Linked DNA regions of Mus musculus: regions 1, 3, 4, 5, 6 and 7 are each linked to region 2. A link is a contact called in public HiCAR-type and promoter capture Hi-C data. All regions are on one chromosome and are shown on one strand. The core of a region is the stretch at or near the end of the contact, and the rest is flanking DNA. Distances in the headings are between cores, read along the strand shown.

Region 1 (3,282 bases), core at 134-2,633, 1.4 Mb after region 2:
CTGTCCAATTTTTGCTTGGAATAGATGATATGTCACCTCATAAGTATGTTGTGGCCTCACATTTTCTTACCACCATATTATCTCCAAAGTCCTTGCATACATTGTTCATCTCATCTGCTTCTGGTGACAGAAGAATCTCTGATGGTCAAGGGGACCACTGTTCCTCCATTTCATTTGCTTAGGAAGCTGGGAAGCAAAACCTTCTGCTGAGGGAGGATACATCATGACGGCCCAGTCCCTGACCCTGCCTGTCACAAAGGATTGAAGTGGCGTGTGCCTTACCACTGGTACTGTTCTGGCCAAATGTCAAAGTCAAACCTCATCTTTTTCTTCCTGTCTTCTTTTATCCTCTTTGTGTCCCCCCTTCCTCCCCCTCCCTCTTCTCTCTCCCTCCCTCCCCCTCTTTGTCTTCCTTCCTTCCTTCCTTCCTTCCTTCCTTCCTTCCTTCCTTCCTTCCTTCCTTCCTTCCTTCCTTCTCTCTCTCTCTCTCTCTCTCTCTCTCTCTCTCTCTCTCTCTCTCTCTCCCTCCCTCCCTCCCTCCCTCCCTCCCTCCCTCCCTTCCTTCCTCCCTTCCTTTTTGAGACAGGGTTTCTCTGTATAGCCCTGATTGTCCTGGAACTCACTCTGAAGACCAGGCTAGCCTCAAACTCAGAAATCTGCCTGCCTCTGACTCCCAAGTGCTGGGCCACCACTGCCGGGCTCTTTCTTTCTTAATAATGGTGAATCAGTGATGGTCCTGGCTTCACCCTGTCTGGATTTGCGTAGGAGGGGGGAGGGAGGAGGGAGGGAGGGAAGGAGGGAGGGAGGAGGAAGGGAAGGATTGAGGGAGGGAGGGAAGGAGGGAGGGAGGGAGGGAGGAGGGAGGGAGGAAGGAGGGAGGGAGGAAGGAAGGAAGTTGAGACAGAGCTGCCATGCCTGAGTCTGAGCACGGGGTTAAGCTCTGCCATTCTTCATATGCAGAGAACTGGGTGCTGGGAGATCTTCACACCCTAATTTAGGTAGTAGGATTTATTTATTTATTTATTTATTTATTTATTTATTATCAGCCACAAGACAATTCTAAAACAAACGGTAAGAGAAGATGGAAGTGAACTTGAAATGGTGTGAAAGAGTTGTCACTAAATGTTCGGGACTATTAAATGACTTCCCTTGGTGGTAGTGGGCACAAGTGTAGAGTGTCACGGTCTTGCTCTTACATATTCATAAGACAGGATTGCCAGTGGAGCAAACAAACCTATGGCTGGCTCCAGACGGCTGGCTCCAGACGGGCACCAACAGCGACTTAACTTACTGATTGGTCAGAGCTCTGACTTCCACTTTGCATCCTTGGCTTCTGCAGACAACTTTGACCTCGTTCTGGAAGGAGGTCGCATTTGGCAGGCTTGCTGAGCTCCTTGTCAGAGCCTCTCTCAGGCTGGCTGCCAATAACCCTCCCAGTTACTGTGTTGTAAGTCTGAGGAAAGTTGTTTTGGGTCATCGCCCAGGGCCTGATGCCCCAGTTGTTGACACATATGTCACAATCTTTATATCGCTTTATAGAGCTAAAATTACACATCACGAGGAGTAGAGAATTTACTCTCTCTGCAGTTGTAGCAATTCTGTAGTCTGGAACCTTAAACGCAATGTTCCCTTTATAAATAAAAATTTAAAACCTTCATGTCTACTATGTTTGGAAAGGCAGAAATGGCTGGCCCCACTAACTTCTATCCTGTCTGTTTGACTTGCATAATTTGGGTGAGTTTCTGTTTCCTGAGAACACATGCCCTCATTAAATCTCTGGGCATTTGGATACTGCTAGAATTCCAATATGTTTAAAACAAAATCAAGCGTCACCTGTCCACATTGTGAATGTGACACTGCTGCCCACAGAACCTTGAGTTTTCCTGGGAGATTTTCATCCTTGTGTTTAAGGCAGCCTCTCACATGTTTTGTTTTGAAAAGTGTGACGTCCAATCAGAAAGGAGATGTGTATTTAGCAAGGAGGTAGAAGAAGGTTCCATAGGAACAGGGTGAGAGGGAAGAAAAAGAACAAAACAATCTCCATTAGCCTTTGCCGCAGGGTCTCGAGCTATTCTTAATCTTGACAGCAGGATTAATGAGGGGAAAACAGTCCCCAGAAGAAATGTGGTCAGAGGCGCTGACCTACCCTCCATCCCCTCACGCCAAGAGGGACCGAGTCTAGAGAAAATTTCCCCTGTGAGGGTTACTGGGAAAACAAGTCTTTGGATCTTGGTAAACACTCATCGACCTTGGGAGCAAGCAGCCTGGGGTCAAAGCATAACAGAGCCTCAAGGCTGAGGAAGAACCTTCTGGAAGGCTTCGGGAAGATCACCTATAACTTTATGAGACAACGTGGAGCCCTTACAAAGCTGTGCTGGGTAGAGCCAACCTATGGTCCGTGGCAGGCGGAGCCCTTTGTGGGCAGAGCCCTTCGAAGGCGGAGCTTCCAGCTGGGGCCCTGGGAAAGATGTCAGGAGAAAGCAGAACTTGGAAAGTCTTGGAGGAGATGGGTACAGGGGATAGGAGAGTGGGAAAGAGGTATTGGAATGACAGGAACGGGGAGTGTTGTAGTGAGTTGTAGCAGTTAAGATGCAAAATCTGCGGGCAATGGTAGTATACACCTTTAATCCCAGCGCTTGGGCGGCAGAGGCAGGTGGATTTCTGTGAGTTTGAGATCAGCCTGGTCTAGAGATCTAGTTCCAGGACAACCAGGGCTATACAAAGAAACCCTGTCTCAAAATAAATAAATAAATAAATAAATAAATAAATAAATAATTTTTTTTAAAAAAAAGGAAAAACTCTCTTCTGTATGCTCTTCTCACTTAGATTGTCTAGAACCCACCCTTCACAAAAGGTGGAAATGCTCAACAGAGACTGTACAGGACAAGAAAGCAGCCATTTCCCAGGCTAAGGTCAGACTCTCCTACATAAAAACATGCACATAAGGGCATGGCTTGTTTCTCTGAAGTCAGAGATGTGAGAAAATACACTGAAGGTGACTTCAAATCAGTACCTCCATAAAAATGTATTTTGTTTACAATTTATACACCCAATTCCTCATTGTCCATCAACATCTAAGTAGTGGGTAGATGCCTCAGTGATAGGAACACCTCACGTTATGAGCTGAACAGTCTCATGTCAACTTGATATAAGCTAGAGTCAGCAGAGAGGAGGGAGCCTCAACTGGGAACTGTAGATCAGGCTGTAGGCAAGCGTGTAAGTTGTTTTCTTAATTAGCGATTGATAGGGAAGGGCCCAGCCTATTGTCGTTGGGGTGGCCTT
Region 2 (3,326 bases), core at 275-2,774:
TGACTAGGAAGAGGCACTTTGCTTTTTAAAGGTCAAACTTGAATCCCTTGATTTTGCTTTTTAGGATGACTGCAGCACAAGGAAAATGAATTAAAACAAGACGAACACAGGTGTTTTTTGTCATTTTGTTTTGTTTTGCTTTTTTTTTTTTTTTTGAGGATGGAAGGTAGGCATCTTGGTTTTCTTATTGCTTGCCCTCCCCCTACCCCCCAAGCCCCATTCTTGCCTCTTGGCCTACTTTTCTTCAAAGGTTACAAGTCTTGTTTTAGTGTACTGAAGATAAAAATTCTCCAGTGGAAATTGAATACTTTGCGATTATCCTCAAGGAACAGATATTCAAATATGTATACTGTCTTACTTAGGGTTTCATTGCTGTGAAAAGACACTATAACCATGGCCACTCTTATAAAAACAAAACCATTTAATTGGGGCTGGCTTACAGTTGCAGTGACCTAGTCTATTGTCATCATGGTGGGGCACATAGCAGCATCCAGGCAGACGTGGCGCTAGAGTTGGTGCTGAGAGTTCTAGGTCTTGATCTGAAAGCAGCAGAAGGGGACTGTGTGCCACACTAGCTGTCGTTTGAGCATATGTAAGACCTCAAAGCTGGTCTCCACAGTGATGCCTTTCCTCCAACAAGGCCACACCTTCTCCAATAAAGTCACACCTCCTATGTGCCAAGCACTCAAACATATGAGTCTATGGGGGCCATGCTTATTTAAGCCACCAAATATACCAAATAGTCAAATAAGGAAAGATCAGCAAAATATCTGTTTTTATAATATACATATATACTACTTCCTGGGTTTAAATGTACCATTAGATTTTGGGTTCAAAAGATGCAGGTTGTAGAAAATTTTAAACATTGACGCATTTCTTGGAACTCAGTAAGTTCCTAGAAATTCTACTCTTCAAAGAGAACAGTGCTATTAAATTACTTCCCTACTACTTTTCAAATACGACTGGAAAAACCATTGAGTTGTATATCACATAGATTTCAGTTATTACACACATGGTAGATTCTGTGATTGTGTTTCAACAGACGCTGAAAATATATATGTTAACCCTGGGAGGTCCATGTATTTATTACTGAAGTTAAAAATGAGTCCCTATACTAGGAAACACAACATTTCTGCTCTTTCCTTTAATACTGCAGTAGCTGCGGTTCTTGTCTGGGAGGAAGAAAAACAATTAGCAGCCCAGTGAAGAGGCAGTTGCTCAGTGCAGGTGCTCGGAGGAGGCGGTAGTGAGCGACAGCCACCGCCTCCCACACACCCCTCAGCTTTTGGGTAAACAAGAATTCTCTCACCCAAAGGTTGTAAATTCAGCAGGAGCCGGAGGCAAGGCAGGGCGTCTATGGATTTCGGGATCCTGATTGGACTGTTCCCGACTCCGGCCACGCCTCTCAACACAGTGCTCCGCCCCGCGCTGGGCGGAGTCCAAGCCGAGCAAGGAGAGCGCGTGCGCGAGCTGTCCTTACGGAGGTGCGGGCCATCCCGGCTGCGCACACTCGTAGTTCACAGGCCGTGTGTGAGGCGGCGGAGGTCACGGCGCGGAGGCGGGGCGGGGGACAGCATGGCAGCCTCCTTGGGGTTCCGGGGAGCAGCCTCCGGCCTCTGGTACTGGAGCGGCCGGCGGCGGCCCGTGGGCAGCCTTGCAGCGGGTAAGGACCTCGCGCCCCATCTGCTCTTCTTCCTCTGGTCATCCGAGGAGGGCTTTTCGCCCGAAGGGCTGCGGTTGGTTTGAGGGTAAAAGCGACAATTGTGGTCGCCTCCTAGGCCTGGGCCCCCTTGTAACTGCCTCCTGAGCCGTCAGCCTTCCACTCCTGCCCTATGCCCGGCTCCAGATTGTTCAGCGTTTCCTCTGCGGGACCCAGGAACAGCTTGTGATGAAGGGAGGAATGTTTGGGTCCCTGGCGTGCGCTTTGGATTTGGGGCTCCTAGGACATTTGGAGGGCTCAGCTCCAGAGGTGACCCCACCGCACCCACCTCTGGGACCCCTGGCCTTCCAGCTCCCTGGCTTCACCCTAAGCGGGGGCTCCCTCAGACTTCAAGGCCTAATTTGTGTTTTAACTACTCTAGTCGGTGGCATGGCGGTATCCTAGAAATCCAGCAAAGTTTGTCACCCTTGACCAGCAAGCAGAGCGAACTCCATTATGAAATGGAGTTGTGCTGCCTCAAAGTGGTGGACTTTTGTCGAAATATTAACCACAATTCTTTGCCTCAAAGTTGTGTCTATAACCTAACCGACTACTATGCTGTGCTGCAAGTATGGAAAGTGACCAGGTTTTAAGCTTTTAGAGCGACATGAATATCTGAGAACTGCTTTTCACATGAGGATCTCCCAAGGCCTTAGAATGAGTAAATTGGGACTTCTCCAACAAGATCCAGGAAGTACCCCTTGTTTCTCCCTGACTCTTGGATTTTCTAGGACATCAAGACACCTCTTTAATTAAGAATTGGTTGAAATGGTCATTACCAAGGCTTTTAGAATGCAGTTTCTCATTTGCTGTGGACATGACCATAAAGAAAAATTCCCATGAGGGTTTTCATATGCTACTTGTCTAGCAGTTAACCTGTTGGGAACATGTGTTGAAAAAAAAAATTGGTTGATTTGTGGGAGATACCGAAGGATTTTTTTTTTTAAATGTAAAAGTTTATTTTAACAATGTGCTGGTTAGCACTATCATATACAGGACTAGCAAACAAAACACCGTTGCCTTTGCTTAGCATGCAGGAGGCTCTGGATTCAGGGTGCTTGTGTTCACTTGTTTTAATTTTTGTGTAAGAAATATGTTGGGAGTTGATTTCTGAGCAGCTCCCAGTCTTTGCCCTCAGGAAAAACTTATGAAATTTCTTTCTGCTTTGGAAGAGCATTTGTGTGCAATAGGTAGCAGATGACAGATAAGGAATTGTGATTAGCCAGATGCAAACACATGATTTTGGATATAATTTTTTTCTTTTTAAAAACACTTTGAAGGGAGCAGCAGTTTTCTTATCAGTGTACAACATTTTGAGATCTGATTAGTTCAGGATGATATATTTGCTGTTTAGTGTTTTTACAAGGTGACTAATGATAGTTTCTTGAACCATTCATGTACCTTTTAAGGGTTATGAAAGTTCTTACAATTCATGATAGGAGAGTCTGAGGCCAAAGCTTATAATCCTATGCTCTGACAGCAGGAAGGACCTGTCTCCCTGGTGCTGGGTAAACTGCCTTACCAAGCCATCTTGTGCTTGGGCTGCTCTGGCCCAAAGGCATGTGTCTATGAACAATTAATTTTAAGAAAAAGTTCTTTAGTGATGTCTTTGAAACACTCAAACAAT
Region 3 (3,187 bases), core at 150-2,649, 1.7 Mb after region 2:
AGCGAATCCATAGATGGATTCAAAGATGCAGCCTGTGGCCCAAGTGGCCCATCCGCAGAGTGTGAGTTATATCCCAGACAGACAGGCTGGACCAGAGCCTCCCTACCACAATAACAACCAACGCCCTTCAATTTTGAAGCTCTGCCCAGGCACACTCAAGCTACTTGCTGCTCCCTTTTCTATAATCCTTATTTCTTGAAAGTGCCTACACAGCTCATGCAGTTAAAAAAAAAAACCTCCATTCCAAAGCCATCATTCTTAAAAGGCAACATCTTCTTTTGTATATTCTGTGAGCAGAATTATTCATCAGCATAGAACTATCATCCTCAAGGTACCAAGGAGCAATCGACCTTCAGTGCCTTACCTGGCCTTTTACATAAGGAATATAAGAGTAAAATGACTGTTCAATTTCTCAGCAAAAGTCATTAAAAACATATATACCTTTTGACTTTGCAATTCTGCTTCTAGGAACTTATCTCAAAAAAAAACCCATATTAACCAAATAGCCAATATCATTTAAGATAATTTCCATTAGCTTGCCTAGAGAGATGGCTCAGAGGTTAAGAGTTCTTCCTGGGGTCCTAGCTCTGCTGTCACAGGCAGCTCATGACTGCTTAGAGCTTTAGCTGCAGGGGATCTGACGCCCTCTACTGGCCTCTGAGAGCACATGCATGCCCATGTGTAGACACAGACAGACAACACATACCTGTACACAGTAAAACACATCTTTAAAAGATCACACATGGCTTAATGCAATCATTATTTATTCTTAACTTAGGATGCTGTTCAAGGTGAAAGGTTAACTTCCATATGTAATTTAAGGACCCAAATCACTCTATCTTGTAATTGTGATATGAATATCAAAATCCTCCCTGACGAATGAGGAGAGAGCAAAGAGAAACAGCTGAGTTCACTAAGGATGTTGCTCATACAATTATGACTATCTTTTTATTTATTTATTTTTTTGCCAGAAGCTGGTGTAGTGGCCACAGAAACTGCAAAGGGTGCTTTGAAGTATTATGTTCAATTTTGCTTAATCGATGGCTTATTCCCAGATTATCTGAATAGAGAACATACACCCATAAACGTGACACTTATACAGCCATTAAAGAGGTTGTTCTCCCTGCCAGCTAGCTTTCATAGTCCAGACAGTTCTACGCAGGCTGTTAGGGGAAAGATCATCCAAGCTCTTACCCAGATGTGAAACCTACAAACTACAAGATCAACCTGCCTGGCAAGATGTGCAATTATGGAATTCCTATTATAGGGGTAGCCAAGCACTCTCTAATTGGACTTAAAACCTGCTCCACAAGAGGGAGCCCATGCCTGGAAGCCTGGTCAGAAACCTGTGCCCTGGAGGGGAACTGAAGACTTTGTTTAGCTGAACTGACTTTCGTGTCATGCACAAGGCACTAGTTTTAACCCCAGCCTGGGAGAAGGAGGGGGTGGCTTTGTACACACCTGCAACCCCAGTTCTTCATCAGTCCAGGCTTACATAGCCAGATCCAATCTTAAAGACAAGAAGTGTCACAGGAAAGTAGTGCATGACAGAGTACAATTACTCTGGTGATAAAAACTCTGTAAGACACAGACAGTATATCATTTCAGTATATAATCAATACAAATTAAAATAATAAAATATATGTTTCATATTTTATTGTTCTCTCTATGTGATGTCTTTAGAATCTGCATGAATTTCTCAGGATGGTATTGTTTGACCTGCCACAGTAAATGCACGTAGCCAGTAGGTATTGAATGGGCAGCAGTATGTTAGAGTGTGAGAGGGGTCCCAGTGTAGGGGATGCAGCAGTGTGAGGGAGATAGGAGGAGGACATTGTCTAAGATACACGCGGTGTTTCAAAATGCCACTGAGACCGGTCTTCACATCTAACACTGTTTGCCATGTTCATTTCCATGCTGGCCACCAGGGGTCACTAGAGAGGAAGAAGTGAATTTTTTTTCTTTTTCTTTTCTTTTTTTTTCCTAAGGAAATGCTACAGCAGAGGCCTGAAGAACGTATTCACAAGTACAGATGCTCCTCGGTTTACAACGGGACTATGTCCCCAACAAAACCATTGTAAGCTGAAAATACCATGAATCAAAATTACACGTGTACACGAAACTATGAAATACCAGTAGGCAAGATCCACCAACATGTTGTCGAGTTTATGATAACTATATTATAGTTCGTGAGATGGACTCAGTACTGGATCATAAATAAAATACAGGCCTGTGGTAAGCATACACTTCATAAATTGTTTACATTTGTAAGTTTAAACTAGCATATATTGAACTCCGTATTTGGGGTGGGGGTTGGAATGAATGTATGTTGGACTGCTAGAAAATGAAAAATGAAACAGCAAGACGAACATTGGGATCAAATTCAGAAGTGACTCTAAGTTCTAGAGTGTGCTCTGTGAACCAGAAGAGTGACAGCTACTCAGTGTCTGGGACAGAGATGTGTACTCAGTGCCACCTTAGTCTGTGATAGTCAGTAATATAGTACCCATTTCACAGATGAGGACATGGAGGCACAGAGATCTATGGTACATTGCAAAACATGGATTGTGCCTGTCCTACCTGTATGAAGTTTCACTGCGTGGGTAGAATGACCCTGAGCATGGAACGTGTGGGATATTCTACCTTAGAGCAGTCACCATAGATGCCCTGAGAAGAAGTGGCGGAGAGTAGCTAGGTCAAACCTTAATCAGAGAAAGGAGGTGATTAGACTCACACTAACCAAGAGGTGTTTTGGAAATACCAGCCTTCCCTGGTTCATCTGTCAGGATGAGTTTGAGTTAGGAAGAATCTGTAAGAAAACCACGTAATATTCCAAGGACAGATGTCAGTGGCAAAATGGCCAAAGGATTTTAGAAGCAGAGCAGGCATTGTGGCCACATCCCTGCTTTATGGAAGATGTGCCATGCTCACATGAATGATGTGCCTCACACTAAACCTTGGCACTCGACTGGGACTTTTAACTTCCCCATTCATTGGCTTTTCCACAATTAACCAATTAAAAATTCTGGAGCCATAGATATTTGGGCTGGAACTGAAGTCAGCTAGAAAAAAAAATCCCCACACAATACTACCTCTGTTTTGTACAAATAATGCCTGTCCCATTTCTCGATTGCTCCCATAAACAGTCATCTCATTTGTCCTTGACCATGGCGCCATCCTCCCTCCC
Region 4 (3,236 bases), core at 429-2,928, 1.7 Mb before region 2:
GGCACATGCCTTTAATCCCAGCAATCCGGAGGCGGGCAGAGGCAGGCAGATTTCTGAGTTCTAGGCCAGCCTGGTTTGAGTTCCAGGACAGCCAGGACTATACATAGAAACCCTGTCTCGAAAAACAAACAAACAAAGCAAAGCAAGCAAGCAGGCTGAGCAAGCCATAAGGAGCAAGCTAGTAAGCATGGCTCAAATTTCTGCAGTCTTTTTCTAGGATGAGCGGTGATGAGCGGTGTATCCAAGTGAGAAAGCGGGGAGCATAAATTCATGGTTGTGCTTACTTCAAACTGCTTCAAACCACTTCTGCCTTGTGATTTTCAGAGGCTGTCTAGACTTAACTTCCCTTGGAAACCGCCATCCCACTCTTCCTTTAACTCCCTAGAGCCAATCTCCACACTGTTGGAAGGCCGCGGGTCCCAACCCTTCTTTCATAGTTCTCTATCTCTTGAGGATTTTACTTATTGTAAACAAAGTCTTCTGGTACTTTTCTTTGCTGGTTGCCTTTCCATCCTCCAAAGGAGAGCGCCCAACCAGGAACTCCAGAAAACCATTGAATAACGGAGCCCAGACGCTCCTGATAGTGCAAGCCAGACTCTTGGCACACTTCCTGTGAGCGTGCTACTGGACACGGCCACCACGAGTGGGCAGGGCTCGCGCGCGCCGCCCATTTCTAGGTTTCAGCTCCGCCGCTTCGCAGCCCACGCACCGCGGCGCTCCTGGGATTCGCCAGTGCGCAGGAGGGAAACTTGTGCGGCCGTTTGTTGTTGCAGGTTCTCCCGGAACTGCCTGGTAGAGGAAGTCTCTGCGCCTACGGGGAGGCGCCATCTCCTCCCTGGGGATGTCCTGAGGACTCACTCGGACTGGGGCTTGAAAACCGTAAAAGCAGAACCAGCTCAAAGTTCTTTCCCTAAGAAAGGCGCCCACACCCTTAGGCACCGTCAACGTTGGGGTCTACAAACGTCTTACTCCCTATTCTGCAGATCGGAAAAACACCGCACCCCAAGGCATTTATTAATGGTGGTGGGCAGCCACCCAACACTTTCTTTTCCACAGTGACCAACTTGGTGTGTACGGAAAGGCTTTGTGAGAATTGCGCAAGGAAAAGATGGCAAATAATGCAAAAGTAGGCAGATCACTGTTCTGGGGGGGGCCTCTCCTCTGGCAGCAGGAGGAGGGGCACTGCAAAGCGCTAGACAGCATTCTCCAGGGACTTCGTAGCGCCAGGGCCTGCCTTGTGAGACGCAGAGGGACTCTGGTTCACTCACCTGTAGGGGCTTTCAGGGCCACTGCGGCGCCGCGCTGCGCCGCGCGGGCTGTCTAGAACACGGAGGGGGCGTCTCCGGGTGCCTGAAGCTTAGTCGCGGTGTCCCTTATCGCTGACTAGGAGAGATGCAGGAATCGTTGTTGCTGATCTCGCCCAACACCCCTGACACTCGCACACTGTCGGAACAACCTGGGGTTGGCAGCACGGTCCGCTCAGGTGGCAGGGACTGTCAGATCCTCCGCCCCAGGGTGAGTCTGGTCAGCCTTTCCCGGTGGGAGTCTCACATTCTAGGGCGCGTCCTTTCTTCCCGTTCACTCTGCTCTCTGGCCTCAGCTAGACAGGACCTGGGCTACTGACTCCGGCGCACTACCCTTCCTGAGCGTCCGTAGGAACGCGCTGAGACATCTGCCCACTTGCTGGTGGTTGGCCAAAGGCCTGAAGACACCAGAACTGAGGAGGAGGGGAGGGTCAGGGTGGGACAGGAGGCGGCCGCCAGGCTACAGGTGCAGGTAGGCGTCCCCGCCCTTCTGGGGACCAGATTGGACGAGGTTGCAAACGTGGTTCCAGCCCTGCGGACTCTGATTGGAGAAAAAGCTGTGCTGCGCCGCCTCCCTGCTCGCGTTCCGTTCTTGCGCTGAGGTTTGAGTCCCAAGGCTTTCAAATTTTCTAACTCGGAGAGCTGATTCAAACTCTGTCATTGTTTGGGAGTTTCAAGCGCCCTTACCTAAAAGACTAAGAGTTGAGAACCATGTCGTTGCTGTCATCGGGCGCTATCCTAGTACTATAACTCACTTGGGTCAACTCACTTGGGTTAACTCACTTGCTCATCAGACCGCCCCAGGCCTGGGCACTATGGCTCCTAACAGACCTGCAAAGGAACCATGGCTTTGCGGAGGTTAAACAGTTGTCCAGGATTGCATGCTGAAGGGCAATCTCGAAGTAACGGGGTTGGAAGTTTGATTCCAGCTTATCAGCTTGTTAGTCTTGGGTTCTTACCATAACTAAGTGCCTATGCTACAAAGCATCTTTCGCGTTTGGGCGACCGCGCATCGACACCCATCCAAGCATATTACTCCAGCCCAGAGCCACTGAGAGGGTGAACCAATGGGCCCCAGCACCGTGCAAGGTGCTTTAGCTCGGTGGTTATTTGTCAAAAACGGTATTAGAGGAGACATTTCTCTAACTAAGGCGAAGTTACGACTTGAAAGAGATTTTGGGGGTCTCTAGGCTTGCAGACATGCAAGTAGGACCCTTTCTTTGCCTCTAAGGTAGGCAGTCCAGGCAATTTGTCTGCTTTGAGCACTTTCTGCGGGACAAGCCTGGTGAGAGACAGATCACCAACCAACTCTGATCTCTTGCAATAAGGATTTGATAAGCAGGCAGGAATTTTATAGAGACTTTCAATACAGTAGGGAAGAGGAAAATACAAGGACTTGGTTGGTGTCTTAGTTTGGATTCAATTAAAAAATGAAAGATGAACATACACTGTGTATTTGGAAATGATTTGTTTCTAACCAGAGATTAGAGAACTCCCCTCCCCCTTCCTCCCTCTGCCCCTTTCTCTCTCCTCCCCCTTTCCCCTCCTTCTCTGCCCCCCTTCCTCCTTCCTTCCTTTCTTTATTGGTGGAATTTCACTATGTAACTAAGACTGGATTCAAACTCTGGCATACCACCAAAACTGACTCTTGAGGTTAGTTTTAAAGTGGGGACACTGAACCATAACACTGGTACTTGATAAAGACTAGTTGCCAGCTTTAAAGGAAGCTTTCCGGAGGCAGATGTCATATGATGAGAAAAGCTTGTCTGGGGAGTCGCCACCACCACCGTTTATGGAGCTGGGACATGCCCTTGTCAAGCACATTGTTGAAAGAATGAAGACACCAGGAAAAGGACACTAGCTTGCTGAATGGCTTTTCATCTAGTGTGGTTTTCACAAAGCCACAAGCATTTTCTCAATAAACAAATCCTT
Region 5 (3,607 bases), core at 107-2,606, 1.4 Mb before region 2:
ACACATCCATAGCTATGATTCCTTTTAATGCCTGCCTTCCTGCCAGTGCTGCATCTCTTCTCCACTCCGGATTTAATTTTTGGAGAATAAATAAAAGGAACTCAATTGTGGACACCATACAGTAGTAACACACTGAGCATTCCCACCAGGACTTGAAGACTGTTGTCTTGGACCCTTGAGTTCTGTATACCATGCCAAATGTCTTACCAGCCATCCCTTCAGGGTTTCTTATTAAAGTTTTCAGTGACCAAAGGGGTAGTAGAACTGTACCTAATGCATCAGTCTGATTAGAAACCTGTCATGTTCAGAAACCAGAGGGGCTGCCTCCATTGATTCTTATGCATTCACATTCATTATCATTTTTTTCTGTTCAATTAGACCTGCTGATCAACCATAGAAAAGCTTGAAAGCCCTTCTTTCACCCAGCCACATTTAACACTGAAAAAAAAAGAAGCCTTGAAAGTAAAATTACAGCCCCCACCGCCCCCCTCCCGCGCGCACACATGTTCTCTGTGTCTGTCTCACAGTCTCTCTGTCTCTGTCTGTCCCTACACACACACACACACACACACACACACACACACACTCACACACACACACTAAACACGCCAGGAGTCAGAGGCTGGGCTCAACCTCCATTCCACTATCCCACTTCAGTCAGATGAGCAAGACACATTTTCGTCCTGGCTGCTCTCTCAAACCCATACCCCAAGCGAGTGTCTCCAAGGAGCTAATTTCTGAAACAAACAAAGAAATCCGAGTCTGCAAGGAGCTGGGGTTTGCACCCTTCTTTGGCTCTGAGTATCCAAGGTTTCTGGCACCAAGGCAGACAGGTCCCGAGCCCAGCTGTGCCCTCAGCTTCCCTGCGCCTTCTGCCCCTGTTCCAGCTGTGCAGAAAGTGCAAGGCTGCTGGCAGCTACTGCTCGCCAGGAGCCCCAGACTCCAGGTCCGCACGCCTAGGACACCACCGAGTCCCACCACTACACTGTCACCGCTCAGACGCAAAGGTGTTGACCACCTTAACAAGTGTCCCAGTGACGCTCGTGTCCCGCGCCACGCTCTCCTAGAGCGGGAGGGACGGCCACAGGTAGACTCTCCATCCCAGCACGGGCGCCCGCGCGCTGAAACTCACCAGAGGACACGGAGGAGCCGGACAGACTAGAGTTGCTGGATGCTGCCATCTCGGCGCCGCGCGTCACCGCTCTCTCAGTCCTGGTGCGGGCGGCGTCGCCGCTGCCCTCGGCCGGCTGCTCGCAGCCCGCGCGGCCCCCAGCCCATGGCAAAGTCCTGGGGACGCGCGGGAAGCACCGGCCTCCGGACTCTGCCTGTACTTCCTGCTCCGCCAGATGACGCGCTGCCGCCGCCGCTATTTATTCGTGCTCGCCGTCCCTCTCGGCGCCTGGGCGCACTCCGCTGCGGGCGTCGAGGTGGCAGGGGCACAGCGAGGCCAAGGCGGCCGGCCAGGAGGATGGGACCACCTCTCTCGGCGTCCCCGCTGTCCCCGCCGCGGGCCCGCTCCCTGCGCGCGACTGGAACCTGGGCGCCCTTCGGCTCCCGGCACTGACTCTAGGGATCCAGCCTCTCCCGCCGCCGCACTTCGAGCGGCCCGGGCAAAGGCGGGGGAGACAGATAGACAGCGACCTCCCCCTTCTCCCTCCTCCCCAACTCGGCTCGCGCGCGCACACAAAGGAAGGAGAGGAACGCCGGCGCTCCGGGCTGAATCCGCTCGGCCGGCTTGACAGCTCCTGCAACCCTGGCTGCAGGGGGAGGCTGCAGACCAAGGGGTGGAGACCATCAGGACTCGGAGCCTGCCCCGAGGTGTTGGGCACGCCGCCAGGGACGCGAGGCGGGCCGGGCAGCAGTGTACAGTGCTGCTTCCCGAATTAGAAGGGGATGGAGGGGTCGTAGGAGGAAGGTGGTGGGACTGGCAGCAAGCTCTAGGTTTGGATCAGCCACACAGCTCGGGGGAGGGGGTGCAGGGGTGGGGGTACTTCCAGAAGGAGAAGACAAGGTCTCTAAGGATTACGTGCGGGTTTGGAGCAGGCCAGGATGCCACCAAGGCTGGGAAGCGCCCTTCCCATCACCCTTTAATTTGTCCTTTGTTGGTCAGGAACCGAAGGTCCCTGCCCTGCCACAAGAAGCGTCTCCTAAAGCAGAGAGAGCTGATCTAGCTACACTTAAGTACCCCAGACACTGGCAGGGACAGTGCCCCCAAAGTCCACTATGCTTCTGAGACCGGTGCTAAAAGAAATAGAGACATCCCAAAGGTGGCATCGGTCTTACACAAAGAAAGTGGTTCTCTGCCCCTTGGTAGGATCTTCACAAAAGACTGACTCTGCAGCAGGTGCGACTGAATCCTTTAAGGATAAGGAATTGCCTAGGTGTACCGGAGAAAGGGACTGGAGCCGGTGTGTGCCATCCTCCTGTATTTAAACCTAAATTAATTTTACTGGAAGGAAATGTCATGCAGATATATATTTTTTAAAATCCGTTTCACGCTCCCAGCAGGGTAATCGGTTCTTTCATTCCTAAAGCTACAGAAAAACTGTGAAATTTGAACAGAAATTGTTAGATCAAAGGGAAAAAAAGCAAACATTAAAGGAATGAAAGTACTCTCATTATAGAGCAAAACGGAAAGTGTTCTCATTGGGAGCGGCACGATTTGAAAAACATGGCTAAAAAGGACATAGTCCATTTGAAAATGATCAGGAGTGACTCTGGAACAGCAGCGAGGTCCTGGGGGCCTCCACATCGGAAGAGGACCTCATGTACAGTGAATAATAAATGTTAAAGGATCATGATATGCACTCATGTCACATTTTCTACTTGATTTAAAGTATATGTTATATCCCCACCACCACCGGGGATGCCATCCCAGTGTGACTGCCCAACAAGTGCCCCACCCACTTTTGTTTGTTGATTAGTTTAAAGGGGTGGGATGGGGTGAACTTCTTGCTGAAAGCCTGTGGGCCACTTCAGTTACACTGAGCATTTTCTTCCTGGACTCCATTTACAGGGGCTCTTAAGACAGATCTGCCTGGGTCAACTAGACTCAGGTACTGCCAAGTCTCCCTACCCCAGACACTTTTGGAGGGCACTGCAACCTTGAGGTGACCTCATCTGGAGCCTTATGGGGACATATACTCACCCAGCATGATCTTGACCACTCTATGAGAGTGAAACTTCTTGGACACCCAGAGTTCAAGACATGACATGGCATTGGTTGTCTGACTAGTAATTTACAAAGCCCTCTGGAGCTTTAGATGGCAGACATGGCTATGTCACTGAACAGGATCATTACGACCTGGGCATTGAAGAAGACCAGCATCTCACTTCAAACTAGGATGTCAGCAAATACCTTATAGTTCTGTTTCTCCATTTCTACTACTGATAATATGGAGTCTTTTTAAGCATGAGAAAGATACTGGTTGTGAAGCCATACTGTGCCACGCCTAAAGACCTGTAAATTGTTTAGCCAAAAGATAGAACTAATTGTTTGAACAATATTTTTCTTCTCTCCTAGAGACAGCCAATTGTGACTTATTTACTGGGAAAATGTTTCATTTGTGGCCCAAACTTTCTATCTTTTCTTTTTTATGTAAGGTCC
Region 6 (3,493 bases), core at 384-2,883, 1.3 Mb after region 2:
GATTGGATTAGAATCTTAAGTGGAATTTTGAGTGTCTTCAGATAATATTTTGAGTTCTTAGGGCAGGGGTTTTTAGTTTGGGGCACTACTGTATCAGAGATCCTGAATGAGCAGGTTTCCCAGAAGAGCTGGGCCGGAGGAAAAGCCAGCCTGGGCTATGTAGAGAGACCCCTGTCTTAAACAAACAAGCTAATGAAGTAATGTCCCAGCAAGCTTGGACCTACTTGGGTGTAAGGAATGCCATTTCCCTAGGCCCATATGGATATGCTGAAAACTGGGTCTAAATAAACATATATTATCATATGGGGTGGGGCGGCTCAGCAAATAGTACTGACTCTTTTCTGGATTTTTAAGTTTGGAGTTCTAGAGGAGCAGATATGACGGGAAAGGCCAGGATCTCTGTTTCACACAGTGGGTTCTTTAAATGTAAGCTCAGTCCATCACAAGCTTAAATGCTGTCTTCGGTATCTTTCCCACCCCTAGGACTTCCAGAAGGAGACGTTTGACCTCTGCTCAGGACGGGCTTTCTGAGTTCTTCACAGAAGGGGTCCATTCATCCTGTGCACCAGATGGCAGACTTCATCTCTGGAATTCATCTGCTTTCTAGGCTCATGTTGCCAATTCATGAACGTGACTTACAAGGAGGGTTAGAGATAGGCTTAGCGTTGGTTTTGCTTTGTTCTGTTCTGTTCATTTTATTCGAATGTTTTATTGTGATAAAAAATACATAACATGGACTAGAGAGATGGTATAGCCATTAAAAGCTAGGCTCTCAGCCGGGCGTGGTGGCGTACCCCTTTAATCCCAGCACTCGGGAGGCAGAGGCAGGCAAATTTCTGAGTTCGAGGCCAGCCTGGTCTACAGAGTGAGTTCCAGGATAGCCAGGGCTACACAGAGAAACCCTGTCTTGAAAAAAAAAAACAAACAAACAAACAAAACCAAAACCAAACACAAACAAACCCAAAAGCTAGGCTCTCACAACCAACTCTTTAAAATGCAGATACCATAAAATTTATCATTTTAACCATTTTAGTGCACAGTTTAGTGGTGTTAAAGGCACCCCACGTTCAATACCAATAACTCTTTTTATATTTTTTTCCTGATCTTTTTACTAGATATATTCTTTATTTACGTTTCAAATGTTATTCCCATTCCTGGTTTCCCCTCTGAGAACCTGCTATCCCCTCCCCCGTCTCCCTGCTCACCAGCCCACCCCCTCCCGCTTCCTGGCCCTGGCATTCCCTTGTATTGGGGCATAGAACCTTCACAGGACCAACGGCTTCTCCTCCTATTGATGACCGACAAGGCCATCCTCTGCTACATATGCGGCTGGAGCCAACTCTTTTTATCTTATAAAACGAAAACTCAACTTCCTCATCTCAGCCCCTGCAGCTACCAGTGTGAGCTTGGTTTTATATGGTTCCCTGGAAATTACAATATGACATGTCAATACAGTTTTTTTTTTTTTTTTTTTTTAGGGAATACGGGCATAATTTCACTATATTTCTCCACTTAAAAAATTGAGGAAGGAATTTCTTTGTCTCGGACCAAATTAAAGTCCCTCGGGGACAAGCTTGAGAGCGGGTTGGTCGTCTTTAACTGCACGCGGAGCGTCGGAGCAACTTGGCCAAGAACAAAGAGCCCTGTTCACGTAGGCAAAACAGCGACACCTGCTGATCGATCGCAGAATTACTTTTCAGACAGATTGCTGAGGGTTTTTTTTTTTTTTTTTTTTTTCCTGTCTCACTGTGTACTGGCTTCTATTTGGAAAAGCTGTTGTCTAATCATAGACTATGAATGTTATTTGTTCGAGTCAACTCTGGGATTAGGCACACGGTAGCCAGGCAGGTGCTGGTGCTCTCTCAGGTCTGGTTCACAGCAGGTGGGCGGGCATGTGTGAGCTGCTTGTCCTGACCTGGAGCTTCACCAGCTTCTCTGTGACTGCCAGCTTCTCTCCTTCCACTCTGTAGGGAAAATGTCTCTACCGATCCCTGACCCTGTTCACACTAACCCCCTTTCATAATGTCTTAGAAAAAAAGAGAGACTTTCGTTGCAACCTCACTCCTTAAGTGGCCTAGGAAGGAAGAACGTGCGAATCTTTCTCTTTGATTGCCCTGCCTTTAATTAAATTACACCTGCACGTTCTATATATGCACACACACTGTGACTTACATATATGATCCTTAAGGAGAGGCCCAGGATATATTTAAATCCTAATCTTACCTGATATGTCCCTAGCACGTTCCCAGCCTCATGTGTTTTTGTTACTCAAGCTTGCTGACAGAGGGAAACCTCCTGAGCTCCTGCTATGGTGGGTATGAAACACTCCCTCTCCCAAGTGGTTTCCAAGTCGGGTTGGGTTGTGAACTCTGCCACCCTCTTTTCCCTTCCCCAATTGAATCAGAATTTCTGGAGTTAGGACTCAGGAACCTGGATGCGTGATAAGCACCCAGGTGATTCCTCTGCTGCATTGCCAAGGATAACCTTGAACTCTGTGTGTGTGTGTGTGTGTGTGTGTGTGTGTGTGTGTGTGTGTGTGTATGAGAGAGAGAGAGAGAGAGAGAGAGAGAGAGCACAAGCGAGAGAAACAGAGAGAGAGAGGGAGAGAGAGAGAGAGAGAGAGAGAGAGAGCATGCTTACAGCAAGTGGAGGTTGAAGGACAGATGGAAATTGATGCTGGTCCTTACATTCTTCTTGTTCCACAGAGGGTCTCTTTGCTGGCTTCTGTTGGGTGAGCTGGACTGGCTGATTGATTCTTGGCTTCCCCTCCTGCCACAGATGAGTGCTACTGCTCTGAGCTTCAGGTGGCTTCTGGGGTTTGGATTCAATTCCTCCCTGGCAGACACTTTACCCACGGAGCACCCACTTTCCCACCCCCCGACCTTGAACTTCTGCTCCTCCTGCCTCCACTTCCGGAGCGTGGGGATTGGATACCTGCGTGCCTTTTCTCGTGGTGCTGGAATTGCAGACCAAGGCTTTGAGCATGACAAATCACCAGTCTCTTGAATCATAGCTTGAGCTATGCTGAGACTTGGGGTATATGCAAAGACACATACACAAATATGTCCCGGAAACAATTGTATGTTTTGACCGCTGATACTTTGTCTTCTATCTCATCAAAAGACTTTCGGTGCAGCCCGGGCCTAGAGTCTTTGGCAAGAGTCTGCCGTGGCGGCTTCTGCTATGCCTGTCACTGTGCACACATTCCGTGTGCAGCCATAGCTTTCCTTCTTTCTTTCCTGCTTGGCCACTCCATATGTCACCGCTGGTGACATTACATCTAAAACTTTTCAGACGGAGTCACACAGCTACTCCCTGAACAGGAAGTCACTTTCAGATCACCTAAGGCAAAGTGGGGGGTCTCGACCCAGTGCAGGTAAACTGCACAGTGAATTCCAGGCTAACCTGAGTCACATGAGGCTCTGTCTCAAGAAACCCCAGAATATTTTAAAATGAAAGTTTCTGTCTTTGGTGCTTATTAGCTTATAATTGA
Region 7 (3,659 bases), core at 263-2,762, 1.9 Mb after region 2:
CACTGTAAAGGCTCTCTGAGGCCCATAAAGGGACGGGACCTCAACGTGTGTTTCATGGAATAACTGAATCCTATTAAACTGAGGTTTATTTTCACCTTAGAAGCTCTGATGAATAAAACGGAAGATGGAGCCATTTTCATCCAGTAAAACAAACCTTTACTGGAGAGGGGAGAAAAAGGAGAAAGAAACTAAAATGTCAGTTGCTGATGCGTCATTCACCCGCTGCTCAGTAAATAAACATAACATCTATTAGTTGTCATGGAAACACTTGGCCTGACTCTGAGCCTCAAAGCTCCACAATAAAGAAACCCTGATATTTGAAGCTCGACACAAACAACTCCTTTGGCATTTCTCATGAGCTCACCAGCGAGCATTTTCCTCCGTTGCCTTCCTTCCTGGGACATGAATGCATTTGTTTCGGAGAAAAGAGACAAGTATCTTAGAAACCCATCAAAAACATTTGAATGCAGTACCTTGGCCATCTCTGCTCTCGCCGCTCCTCCCCCCACCTCTCTCTTAACCTCTCTGCCTGAGAAGAATTTAAATGGCTTGTTTAGTCACTGCACATTGTGCTTCCTGTGCTCTGTGCTGCATGAAAGGGATTGATTGAAACATTTATAGTAACCGCGTGGGCAGGAGGAACCAGGTTTTCTGCTCAGCATGGAACACTGTTAGATACATAATAAGCAGCCACAATACAGGCGGTAGAGGAGTATCCCGCCATTGTCTCCTCTTCAGGAAAGAATTTTTCGTTAGTATAGACTTGATGTGCATTCCCAACACTCAGTAAGAGAGTGGCAGCTCAGATGTGTGAACACAGATAAAGGATGCTTAAGCCTCCATCCCCGCCCCCCGCCCCCAAGGTAACTAACTGGTCGCAGAAATACTGCTCAAAAAAGTCAGATGATGTTCCTATAGAGTGTTTTTTTCTTAATTCGTGGAATCTCTAGCACGTCACAAAGCAGGAATGGATGAGTTTAAAGGTTTCAGCTGAGCATCACTGAAGTGTCAGGGTCCCCATTGTTAATAATCAACTGGGAACAAGCCCCACCTCACATCTGAAAGCAAGTGCCACATCTGAAAGCAAATGCTCGAATATTCAGCATTTCTAAAGCCCAGGAGAGTTGACAAGCTGGGCATAAATCAGAGTGATTTAAATTCCCGATTCCCTGGCTTTGTTCTAAGGATGCCCCACACACATTTATCCCTAACATCACACTGACCTGGACCAGAGCTGAGGGCCTGAGTGGATTGCAGCAGCTACAGCCCCAAGTATCAGACAGGAATGGCGGTGTCTGCCTCCCTCCAGGCCTCAGAACAACTCCTTCTGAACACTTTGCGACGTTCCATTAAGTCTTCTGAAATGGGCGGAGGGCAGATTTTATTTATCCCGATATTCTAATGGGCCCTTTTCATCTTTGCATGTAACTATCTCTGGATCTTTTCAGCCCTCATTAATTCATCTCTGGATACTCACAATGCTTTCAGCAGCCCCACGATAAGGAACTAATTGAAGAAGGGACACCGAATGGCTTCTGAATGGATAGGGGTTGGTCTCAGCATCTCAAAATGAACTCAGATGGCCCTTGCATCAGAAAGCCAGAGTCACAGGACCCACTGGGCTTCAGCCATCCTGAACCAGAAATCCCTGGGAGATGGTTCCCAGTAGGGAATCTAGGGAAAACCTTCTTAGTGACTGAAAGGAGAGCCCAGGAATCCGCACTGTGTAGTCACAGGGCCAGGCACATGTAGAGACTACTTAACATTCGCAGCGCTGATTTGAATGTGCCATTTGTTATGTGTGTCTCCAGAGAAAAATAACTGTTCACGTTGTCATTTCCCTATGTTTTATAAGTTACATCTCAGTCAGATTTGTCCCTTGCTTGGCAGTGTTCTCCCTTCCAGGAGCTGGTTTGAAGAGCAGCCTGCCTTGCCTCTTGAGAGCTCTATGGAGGGTGCCAGGATGTCATGATGTCACATCATCAGCAGGAGCTGAGGATCGGGACTCAGATCTCCCCTCCCACACGGCCTTGACTTCATCTCCTTCTACACCGATGAGCTTCCTCATAGCTGGAGTTTTGGACACAAATTATTTGTCACATAGGTTCAACCTCCTGGATTCTCTAATGCTGCTGCATCACGGACAGAGGAAGGGAAAGAATTGGTGCATGCTTTTTGGATGGTTCCGAAACCTTTACAGTGGGGCTAGTGAGATGGCTCAGCAGTTAAAAGCACTGGCTGCTCTTCTAGAGGTCATGAGTTCAATTCCCAGCAACCAGCAACCACATGGTGGCTCACAACCATCTATAGGGGAATCTGATGCCCTCTTCAGGCAGGCAGATATGTATGCTATAGAGCACTCATACATTAAATAAATAAAATTAATGAGAGAGAGAGAGAGAGAGAGAGAGAGAGAGAGAGAGAGAGAGAGCGAGCGAGCTAGCTCCAGGGATTGGCTATAAATTCTCTGGGGCCATCCAGGTATGCAAACACTCCTGTCACCTCTCCATGCAAGAAAAGAGTTTCTTTTCTCTAGAAGTTTCCCTAGCAAATTAAGGAAAAGCAGAGTCAATTTCCATCAGAGCATGAAAGCATGGGAAACCTTTAAGCCATGGTACCATCAGCTAACCTTACCTCACTTCTGAGTGCGGCTTGCTTGGCACTGGCCTGGAACCAATCTAGAACCTTGTCATACGCTCCTGTCTGGATTGGTTGCCTAACATATACTCCATCTCTCAGCAAGGAGTCAAGTTGAATTTGTCCCACTTCCAGGTCTGGCTGGAATGTCAGCCTTCCCTAACATCCTTCCAGAACCCTTGCTGGAGAGGTCTGCGAATTCAGAGGGACTTTGGAGACAGGAGGTCTGACTTAATTTTTTCAGTTGTCACTGACAGGCTTAGGTGACCTTGCACAAGCTAGTTACTGTCCCTGAGCCTCAATGTCTTCTTACTGAACGGAGGTGACCATGTCAATTTCATGAACTGTGACAAGATAAAGACATGAAACACATAGAACAGCCTCCTCTTCGAGTCAGGGGAATACAAAAATCTCTCTACCTCCCGCCCCCCCCTCCCCAGCTCCACCCCAGCCAGCCATGTTTCCGGCCCCTCAGCACAGATTTGTTTCCTGACTCTGCATGGAGTGGCCTGACCCAGTCACCAAGTTTAGCATGAAGAAAGTGCTCAGGATGGCTGGAAGAAAACCTAGTAGTTAGGACACAGAGGCTGTAAGTCAAAATGAGATGAAATGGCTCAAAGTAGAGATTGAAAGAAAAAAAAAAAAACAACCACCAGAATATTAATGCGGAGTCTGAAGCTCTTGACACAAGTAGAACTGGATGAATAGAGGTGCAATCATGACAGGGAAGGAAGAAGCCAAGAGACCTGGACTTACCTTGTCATGTCCTGGTTTTCAAAACATCGGGAAGCCATTTTACTCATAAGTATCTCTCTCTCTATCTCTCTCTCTCTCTCTCTCTCTCTCTCTCCTCTCTCTCTCTCTCTCTCTCTCTCTCTCTCTCTCTCTCACACACACACACACACACACACACACACACACACTCATCCCTTATAAAACAGGGTTGGGAATACCTTCTAATGAAATGAAAAACAATTATAAAGTCTAGACGGTAACAGGATGGACCATTTGTTCAGTAACAC

Evidence for each region. Promoter capture Hi-C pulls out the DNA fragments that hold promoters and counts their contacts. HiCAR-type assays count read pairs that join an accessible place to other places.
Region 1: a contact with region 2 is called in a promoter capture Hi-C map of hippocampal neurons, with 3 times the contacts expected there. The contact joins the enhancer-like site here to the promoter of Hibadh in region 2. A contact is called at or near these places in 2 of 39 promoter capture datasets (the 3T3-L1 cell line and hippocampal neurons), 1 of 115 datasets of contacts at active chromatin or transcription factors (astrocytes) and 2 of 9 other capture datasets (adipose tissue and embryonic stem cells).
Region 3: a contact with region 2 is called in a promoter capture Hi-C map of pre-B cells, with 2.5 times the contacts expected there. The contact joins the enhancer-like site here to the promoter of Hibadh in region 2. A contact is called at or near these places in 5 of 39 promoter capture datasets (hippocampal neurons, liver, pre-B cells and 1 more) and 1 of 9 other capture datasets (adipose tissue).
Region 4: a promoter capture Hi-C map of liver shows a contact between it and region 2, with 3 times the contacts expected there. The contact joins the promoter of Prr15 here to the promoter of Hibadh in region 2. A contact is called at or near these places in 2 of 39 promoter capture datasets (hippocampal neurons and liver).
Region 5: a promoter capture Hi-C map of liver shows a contact between it and region 2, with 3 times the contacts expected there. The contact joins the promoter of Chn2 here to the promoter of Hibadh in region 2. A contact is called at or near these places in 3 of 39 promoter capture datasets (the 3T3-L1 cell line and liver).
Region 6: a contact with region 2 is called in a promoter capture Hi-C map of the HPC-7 cell line, with 3 times the contacts expected there. The contact joins the enhancer-like site here to the promoter of Hibadh in region 2. A contact is called at or near these places in 3 of 39 promoter capture datasets (the HPC-7 cell line, hippocampal neurons and pre-B cells), 2 of 115 datasets of contacts at active chromatin or transcription factors (astrocytes and pancreatic cancer cells) and 2 of 9 other capture datasets (adipose tissue and liver).
Region 7: a contact with region 2 is called in a HiCAR-type map of astrocytes, with 2.5 times the contacts expected there. The contact joins the promoter of C530044C16Rik here to the promoter of Hibadh in region 2. A contact is called at or near these places in 3 of 39 promoter capture datasets (hippocampal neurons and liver) and 1 of 115 datasets of contacts at active chromatin or transcription factors (astrocytes).

What each region holds. Positions count from the first base shown.
Region 1 is chr6:51,214,747-51,218,028 of GRCm38.p6, reverse strand. No RefSeq gene overlaps it. Among named protein-coding and RNA genes, the nearest start is that of Gm32403, 9.0 kb to the right of the region's middle. Within about 2 kb of position 1,383, at least 48 of the 459 cell types and tissues checked have an H3K27ac peak or open chromatin away from gene starts, as enhancers often do. A contact at or near this core is called in adipose tissue, where this site is marked.
Region 2 is chr6:52,638,498-52,641,823 of GRCm38.p6, reverse strand. Hibadh (3-hydroxyisobutyrate dehydrogenase) reads left to right here and starts at 1,524. Exons shown (of 8, transcript NM_145567.1): 1 at 1,524-1,663. The coding sequence starts at 1,576. It overlaps LOC115490472 (a small nucleolar RNA gene), which reads left to right and starts at 2,469; the gene lies at 2,469-2,590.
Region 3 is chr6:50,937,768-50,940,954 of GRCm38.p6, reverse strand. It overlaps Gm31686 (a long non-coding RNA gene), which reads left to right. Exons shown (of 4, transcript XR_377658.3): 3 at 1,989-2,235. Among named protein-coding and RNA genes, the nearest start is that of Gm31686, 5.0 kb to the left of the region's middle. Within about 2 kb of position 1,399, at least 17 of the 459 cell types and tissues checked have an H3K27ac peak or open chromatin away from gene starts, as enhancers often do. A contact at or near this core is called in pre-B cells, where this site is marked.
Region 4 is chr6:54,325,343-54,328,578 of GRCm38.p6, reverse strand. Prr15 (proline rich 15) reads right to left here and starts at 1,678. Exons shown (of 2, transcript NM_030024.3): 1 at 1,269-1,678. The region is part of intron 4 of 9130019P16Rik (RIKEN cDNA 9130019P16 gene); the gene reads left to right.
Region 5 is chr6:54,037,681-54,041,287 of GRCm38.p6, reverse strand. It overlaps Chn2 (chimerin 2), which reads right to left and starts at 1,356. Exons shown (of 13, transcript NM_001163640.1): 1 at 1,133-1,356. The coding sequence starts at 1,181.
Region 6 is chr6:51,382,326-51,385,818 of GRCm38.p6, reverse strand. The region is part of intron 1 of Gm6559 (predicted gene 6559); the gene reads right to left. Among named protein-coding and RNA genes, the nearest start is that of Gm6559, 4.4 kb to the right of the region's middle. Within about 2 kb of position 1,633, at least 50 of the 459 cell types and tissues checked have an H3K27ac peak or open chromatin away from gene starts, as enhancers often do. A contact at or near this core is called in the HPC-7 cell line, where this site is marked.
Region 7 is chr6:50,773,968-50,777,626 of GRCm38.p6, reverse strand. C530044C16Rik (RIKEN cDNA C530044C16 gene) reads right to left here and starts at 1,512. Exons shown (of 5, transcript NR_045984.1): 1 at 1,478-1,512; 2 at 1,224-1,358.